Regions from separate parts of the Zea mays genome. Here region 2 is linked to region 1. Evidence: chromatin contacts called from public Hi-C data. All regions are on one chromosome and are shown on one strand. Each heading gives the region's core, a stretch centred on a gene start, on an enhancer-like site or on the middle of the called end of the contact. The rest is flanking DNA. Distances are from core to core; before and after follow the strand shown. Region 1 holds the start of LOC100193748 (Kinesin-like protein KIN-5D). Region 2 holds the start of LOC103637791.

Region 1 (4,498 bases), core at 1,537-4,036:
TACTTATGATCGTAACGTAAATCATTAAGGACTAAGTAGTCTTTTCCCCTTCGGTTAGCATCATCGTCAATCTTCATCACCATTATAAGCCGAAGATGTTACTCTGGCAATAGCTTCGGTGTTTATTCTTATCATTCCTTAAGACGAACCTCCCTACAATAGCTCATACTGAAAACAATTGGTCAATTATGTTTTTGAGGACCTTCGAAAGAGGAAGGCCCCCACCAATACCAGTTCCTATCAAAGCAGCAACACTTGCCCGCTCAACATTTGCAAACTATTCCTATAACCTGGCCCTTTGCGTGCTGGGGGCTGGATATGATTGGGCCATTCAAAAAAACTCAAGGAGGATATACTCACATACTCGTCGCTATTGACAAGTTCACAAAATGGATAGAGTACAAACCCATCGCCTCATTCAAGAAATAATGTTTAGGTTCAGGATACCTAACAACGTTATCATAGACCTGGGATCTACTTCACTAGCTCAGAGTTCTTTGATTTCTGCGAGCAGAGGAGCATCCAGATCAAGTATGCGTCAGTGGCATACCCAAGAGCTAATGGGCAGGTGGAAAGATCCAACATGGTGATACTTGATGCACTCAGGAAAAAGGTGTTCGACAAGAGTAAAAAGCTTGCAGAAAAATGGATCAGAGAAATACCATATATAGTTTGGAGCTTGCGAACCCAACCAAGCTAGGCCTTGCATGGAAACACCCCATTGTTCATGGTATATGGATCGGAAGCAATACTGCAGCGGATTCGATCTTTGGAGCACCCAGGATAACATTTGAAAGTATAGCTGAAGCAGAAGCAACCAGACTAAAATATGTTGATATATTAGAAGAAGAACGTCTGGATGTTGTCATTCAATCGGCTAGATACCAGCAAACCCTGAGATGCTACCACGACAAAGCAGTGCGGCATCGATCCTTCGCAATAGGAGACCTAGTGCTCCGCCGAGTGCTAACGGGAGAAGGGCGACACAAATTGTCACCTCCATGGGAAGGACCATTCATCATTGCAGAGGTCACTCGGCCAGGATCCTACCGACTTACCCAGATGGATGGAACCGAAGTGGGAAATTCGTGGAATATTGAACACCTCAGGAAATTCTATCCGTAGTAGTACATCAAAACTCCGGTGGGCAAGCTGTACTTTGTAAACAAAAGGTTTCATTATCAATAAAGCTTATGTGTTCTACCATATACAAACTCTCAATCAACAAGCGGTTTAAGTCAGAAACGACTTAAATCGGCACAACATACCTGCACGCTTACATAACTTAGGATGATTACTATACCCTACCAACAGAGCAATCAACTTAAGTCGGAAACGCCTTAAGTCGGTGTGACATGCTCACGCTTACATAACTTAGGGTGATTACTATACCCTACCAACGGAGCAATCGGCTTAAGTCAGAAATGTCTTAAGTCCGTGCGACATGCTCACGCTTACATAACTTAGGGTGATTACTATACCCTACCAATAGAGCAATCGACTTAAGTCGGAAACGTCTTAGTCGGTGCGACATGCTCACGCTTACATAACTTAGGGTGATTACTATACCCTACCAACGGAGCAATCGGCTTAAGTCGGAAACGTCTTTAGTCGGTGCAACATGCTTACACTTACATAACTTAGGGTGATTACTATACCCTACTAATGGAACAATCGGCTTAAGTCGGAAACGTCTTAAGTCGGTGCGACTTGCTCATGTTTTATACACGATCAAATTCTCCATTATGCCTCTCGCTGCCAATCTTTTTTTACTGTCACTAGCACATGTTTTATTTAGCATTTTTAAAACCGAAGTTTTTAAATTTATGTTTGAAATAAAATTGTAGGAAAGTTTTACCTTGTTGGCTCTGGATATATGAACCGGAAGGGTTATCTAGCTCCATACAAAGGTGTGAATACCATTTGCCAGAGTTGAATCAATCGAAAATAATACATGCATGTATGGCTCTACATAAATTCATTCGAGACAACAAACTAGCTGACGAAGAGTTTGATCAGTGTGATCGAGTTGAAAACTATATGCCTATCCCTTCAACACATCAAGATAGTATTGGAAGATGATGAGGGAGAGAGAGACATGAATAATATTCGAGATCAAATTGCAAATGCATTGTTTGCTAGGAGAATGTAATTTTATTTATAGATAGTTTCTTCTAGACAAATAAGATGTACAAATTGATAGAATGTCATAAATGTATTAAATATCAAATAAACAAACAAGAGTATTGTTGTCTTTATAAATAATTTGCATTTGTATAGTCTAAACTACCAAACAACTATATATAGATTATAATTTAAGCAGATTATAATCTAAACAGATTATAATAATTATATAATCTATAAGCTGAAACAAACAGGCCCTAATACATGTGATTAATATTTGCTAATAAGGAGCATACTTTGTATAAATAATACTCCCTCGTCTTAAAATATTCTATCGTCCACATAAATGATAATAAAAATAGACATACATACAAACTATATTAATTAATTAATAAATATATTAATTAATTAATAAATGTATGCTTAGTTTAAAATGAATTACATTTTGAGATGCAGGGAGTAACAGTTAGAGCAATGGATAATTGAGTTATATAATGCGTAGGAAGCGCGCGCCTCTCTCTCTTCTATTCCTTCTCATGCAACGGTCGGAGGAGAGTTCAAATAAAATTCAAAGTCGGTGGGCCCTTTGAGTTTCGAATTAATATAATAAATATTAATATAATACGAAGCAAAACTGAATGAAGCGGGTGCCTCTCTCGTCTGTCCCTCGCCGTGCAACGGTCGGACGGAGAGTTCAAATTCAACCAAAAGTGGGTGGGCCCCGTGAGTTCCATTGGAATCCGAGGCTGTGGTGCGGGGCCCAATAAGCAAGTGCCGCGTCCGCGTGCGTGCCGGCGGGCGGCGGCCTAGCCCTAAATAAGAGGCAAGAAGCATTGAGGCATTCTTCACCGATTCAAAATCAGTCGACCGATCCCCATTTCCCCTCCTCATCTGCGTTTCATTTCATTCATCATCATCATCCATGGAGGCTTCCACCCCCACCGCTCGCCGAGGTGGAGCCCCCGCCGACTACGCCGCCATGTCCCTTTCTCCCTCCCCCTCCTTCTCCCACACGCCGAGGAGCGGCGCCTCGTCCTCCGCCCACAAGCCCCCCACCACAAGCAGGCACCGGGATCGGGGGCCCCTCCTCTTCAACGGCAACAGTAACAGTAACAGCAGCATCGCTGCCCAGCAGGCCGCACAGCTGCAGCAAACCTCCACCACCACCTCCTCCAAGGGGTCCTCCGGATCCGGAGGCGTTAACATCCAGGTCCTCCTCCGATGCAGGTATATCCGCTGCCTCCTAACTACGTTAATCAATACTACTTCCTACCTATGCATGCATCTACTAGCGTTTCCATAGACAGCCCCACCATCAACCGATCACCAGTGGAGGAGTATAATGTACTGTAACTATGCTTTTCCAATACATGCCACTGTCTGATCGATCCACCAAGGCGCAATGCTTGTCAATCAATCCACCGTATATCATTTATTTTACTTACTACTCTTGCATTCAACCTCATCGCGTCCTATTCCTTCATACATAGGCCATTGAGCGATGAGGAACGCCGCGTCGGCACTCCCGTGGTGGTCACTTGCAATGACCAGAGACGCGAGGTCTCCGTTGCCCAGAACATCGCTAACAAGCAAATTGATCGCACCTTTGCATTCGACAAGGTAGCTATTTTACTCCACTTGTTGGCCACTGCCACACCCCAGGCATTCACTTGATTGATTCATCACTCGGTAACCAACCGAACACGCAGGTGCTAGGACCAAAGTCTCAACAGCAGGACGTCTTCAACCATGCTGTTGTGCCACTTGTCAGCGAGGTTTTGGACGGTTATAATTGCACAATATTTGCATATGGCCAAACTGGAACTGGCAAAACATACACAATGGAAGGAGGAGGGGGCAAAGCACTGGTACAATTTTTTATTATATATATTCACATGCCACACATGTTTCTGAATTCTGATGCAGTTAGTTTGCTGATTCAACCGACGCCATAACTCTACTCTATTTCTGTAGAATGCTGACCTCCCGACTGATGCCGGTGTCATTCCAAGGGCTGTTAAGTGCATATTTGACATCCTCGAGGCACAGAGTGCAGAGTACAGCATGAAGGTTTCTTTTCTTGAGCTGTACAATGAGGAGCTCACAGATCTTCTAGCCGCAGAGGAATCGAAATTCTCCGATGACAAGTCCAAGAAGCCTTTGGCACTCATGGAGGATGGCAAGGGTGGAGTCTTTGTTAGAGGGCTCGAGGAAGAGCTAGTTTCTTCAGCTGCCGAGATCTACAGGATACTGGAGAGAGGCTCTGCAAAGAGAAAAACTGCTGAAACTCTTCTCAACAAGCAAAGCAGTCGCTCACACTCTATTTTCTCTATCACCATCCATATTAAGGAATGCACACCTGAGGGTGAGGAAA
Region 2 (4,044 bases), core at 763-3,262, 180 kb before region 1:
TATTGGTCTTGGCTGTTTCACATTATTAGCACTAGGTTGGACTGAAGTGCCAGGAGCACTGGGAGTTGGAGTCTTCTTGTTACTTTTGGATACCCTAAAAGAGAGAATATGTCATGATACACAGTATAGAGGATAACAAAAAAAACATAAAGACAACTAGCACAGCGCAGCCTACTTGTTTTTGGAAGGTGGCCTTTTCCTTTTATCACCAGGAGCATTAGATCCAGGCTTACTTGCAGAAGCTCCAGAGTAAGTAACAATACTCCTGGGTATTCAGCCCGAGAAAAGCATGTACCATGTCAGCCAATGCATTGACTCTTAGATCACAAAGCAATAAGGTGCAAAAAAACATACCTGTTTTCTACTCTACTAATCAAGAAAACTTCCACTTGTGTGGCACTGGTAGTAAAATCAACCATCCTTTGTAAATCTCGATCACATGATATTGTGATTAGCGTTCTGTAATTATTCGGAAGGAAGTACTTCAATGACATGTCAGTGACGTCAACATGGAACACCTTGGACACCTCATCCTTGAAGTTCTCCAGTGGCATGTCACGAGTAACATCAACAGCATGCGCCTCGCCTCCTTTGTATGTCAAATTACCATTGGGGCCAGAAGTGAATTCTCCACCATATTGGCAAATGGCTACCACAATACCCCCATCCGCCATGCTTCCTGAGTTGTTCAGCTGTCAGTATAACTATAATAAACATAAGAAATGTAAAGGAAATTTACTTTCAACAAAAATTCTCATGTGTAATTCATGACGAAGTGAAAATTCACTATGTCAAGGGTGCCTATTTTTTTAAGTATTTTAAAGGTCATTAGCAACATACAACATCTCCCATTAGAGAACCTGGGACTCAAGTTTTTTGTTGGTAAAGGCATAGAACAGGAAACACACAATTACTAGGTAAATAGGGCACATGATGGAGATGATAGTTCATGTTCATTTGTCTGACGAAGGCACCACTGCAAAAGCTATATAGCCCAGCAGCAATGAAGCAGTATGTCGGTTCAGGTTTTAACAAAATCTGCTTAACGTTGGCAAAGATTGTTGCAAAACCAAAAGAAAAAGAACAGTCACACAATACATGGATTTCAACCCGGACGGATTCATACTAGCATTGTTCATGAACCTCTGAAATTTCACTAAAACTTTATCATGGACTGTTGCTCTTGTAGCTCTAAAAATTGCCAAGGAATTCCGAGCAAACGAACACTGAATTGATGACTGAACTGACATATTCACAAGAAAAAAAATGTCTGAAGGCTGGAACTCCACTAAGCTCCAGCAGGAGAAGGACTGAAATGATAATATAACTAGTATAAAAGCAAAGTAACTCAGGATGGAAATTTGGAGAGAAAAAAGGGGAAATAGAGAAAAGGGGGCATTTTGCTCAAGAATCCCCTAGAATGGGGACAAATCGCAACATGACTGCGAACAGAGCAGGGACGGGAAACACAAAATAATCTGCTAGGCAGTAGGCACGGCGAAAAGGAGTAAATTTCAGAGGATGCTACGCGAATACGCAAGCCCACTCGAGGATCCAAATAGAAATTACTTTATACCAACTGAACAAAAAAAAAGGACGGCTCTTTGTCATCGGAAAAGGAGGATTGGGAATCAACACCCATGGGTGGGGGGGAACAAGGGGCCGGATGCAAGAGCTCAGTTCAGTCGAAGCCCCCGGAAATCTGGTTGCGCAAAAGGATTTACTTACCCACGAGAGAGCACGAGGAGGAATCAGCTCAGGCTTCCCCGAGAGTAGAGAGAAGCGAGTAGTTGCCTCCGGACGGAAGGAGGCGGGCGCGCACCGCGGCGGCCGGGAAGGGAGGGGAAGAAGGGAAGGAGGAGGGGAAGACGAAGCGGGGTTGATTTGTTAGGGCTGCGGATGCCAGGGGTATTCTTGATATTTCCCCACCGCGGAAAATCTTCCCTGGTGCTTTCCACAATTTTGCCACTACCTTTCATTTTAGCCGGAACAGACACCACGTGCTAGCGATGTCGTCCTCTGAATCGCCTGATCGGACGAGTGAAAATATGTTTAGATCCGTTTGGATTGAAGGAATTCTAAAGAAAAAATATAGAAATCAAAAAAGGTGAACCAAAAAACGCAAATTCATCCCGTCCCCTCTAGAATAAAATACTGTAGCAAGATGCCGGTGTCACGTGAACCAGAAAATCTACTTAATCCCATGGCCATGAAGAAATTGTGTAGGTATTGTTCATTTTTCACATGAGAAATATAGGAACAGGCAAATTTCTCCTGTTCCAGGGGCAGCGAGCGAATGCGAGAAAGGAATCTACGTTGTACCAAGAAAGAAGTGTCGCTTCTTCTCCCATATCAGCAGTTTTCGTCCGACGTCGCGACTCTACACACGTTTGCACGTCTTCTCCCCCAACGTCGCACAAAAAAACCAATAAGGCCTCGTTCGGCAGCCAGGTTTTAGTTCCAGGTCAGGAACAGTTTCAGGCCAGGTTTTAGTTGATCCGAGTCTTTCACTTGTTCCGGGTCTTTCACTTGATCAACCCAGGTTTCAGCTGAAATAATTCTCTGTCGCTCCGTTCGGCAGCTTGGGATCGGAGCTAAACTGACATACTGTGATAACTGGGATCGACACCGCGCCGCCCGCCGCGTGCACGGCCCCGGCCCCGCACCGCACGCGCACCGCCTCCGCCTCGACCGCCAGTCGCTCCGTCACCGCGGGCACGACCGGGTACGACACCACGCCGCCGTGCTGCACGTAGCCCGACACCACCTTCACGAACTCCTTGCAGGCCGACATTGCGTACGTACGTCGTAGCGGCCATGGACCCGTACAAGGTACGCTGTGCTTGTTTGCTGTCTCAATTCGTGTTTCGTCCTTGATGGATCGGACAACTGTTCATATATGCATGCATGCTTGTGCAGCACCGCCCGTCGAGCGCCTTCAACGCCCCGTACTGGACCACCAACTCCAGCGCCCCCTGTGTGGAACAACGACAGCTCCCTCACCGTCGGCGCACGAGGTAATTAACCGCCGTCGCCGCCTGTTACCGTAACAGCAGCTAGCAGAGACATAGCTGAACTGAACTGAACTGAACTGCATATATGACCAACCCAACCAAGGTCCCATCCGCCTCGGCCGCCAGTCGCTCTGTCACCGCGGGCACGATCGGGTACGACACCACGCCGCCGTGCTGCACGTAGCCTGGCGAGACGGCCAGGAGAGCCGGCGTGGCCACGATGGTGATTGACGCGGCGGCCGAGCTTAGGCGGCGGCGGCCGCGGGGAAGGGTTGTGTCGTTGCGTCGGGGAGACGAGGCCAGCCGCTGCGTCGGCGAAGGGTCGCGAGAAGGTGCCGGGGAGGCTCGCCGTCGGGGCTGCGCGGCGTCGGCCCGTCGTCACCTCGCGCCGCCACACAGTGACCTCGCGCCGTCCTCATGCGTCGCTAGCGTCTCGCCGTCGCTTTGGCCAGGAATCGATCCGGAGGAGACGAGGTCAGGGTTTGTGCCGGGCCTTGGAGAGAAGAGAAAGTCAAAACCGGGCCGAGTTTACTTCCGGTTCAGGCCCAAACGAACGGGAACAGTGACACCGACCTAATTCCAATCCAGACCAATTTATTCTGCCCGGAACCAGGCCAGAAATGGCCCAATCCGACGGAAACGAACGGGCCCTAAGAGCAGTTCTAATAGGTATGAATCCTAACGGATTTAGTAAGTCCTTATAAATAATATAAAAAGAGAAAACTCATCTTCTCCAACAATTTTTCATATATTACTTTCTAAATATGTTAAAACTAGTCATGTCACTAGTTTGAGGGTGATCCGTCAATTTTTTCCTTTTATTTTCATCTCCCTTTCGCAACTCGATCTCAAAATTATAACCTCGTCAGCCGAGCGATTCAACATGGTGAGTTGTGTTGGCCTTTTGATTTGCTGTCGCAATTATTTGTTCGTTTATTCTTCACTTGTACATGTGCAGTTTTTGTATTATCTCTATTATATTAAAGTACCAGTTTCAACGGTCGTCTCGCGTCATCTTTTTACAAAAAAC

The links. Hi-C and Micro-C count contacts between places; a contact is called where the count stands out from the background.
Region 2: a contact with region 1 is called in a Hi-C map of leaf, with 5 times the contacts expected there. The contact joins the promoter of LOC103637791 here to the promoter of LOC100193748 in region 1. A contact is called at or near these places in 7 of 25 Hi-C or Micro-C datasets (bundle sheath, ear, endosperm and 3 more).

The regions. Positions count from the first base shown.
Region 1 is chr1:113,785,559-113,790,056 of Zm-B73-REFERENCE-NAM-5.0, reverse strand. It overlaps LOC100193748 (Kinesin-like protein KIN-5D), which reads left to right and starts at 2,786. Exons shown (of 22, transcript NM_001358877.1): 1 at 2,786-3,351; 2 at 3,615-3,744; 3 at 3,834-3,992; 4 at 4,099-4,498. The coding sequence starts at 3,047.
Region 2 is chr1:113,964,706-113,968,749 of Zm-B73-REFERENCE-NAM-5.0, reverse strand. It overlaps LOC103637791, which reads right to left and starts at 2,012. Exons shown (of 7, transcript XM_035964075.1): 1 at 1,729-2,012; 2 at 355-679; 3 at 176-265; 4 at 1-94. The coding sequence starts at 674.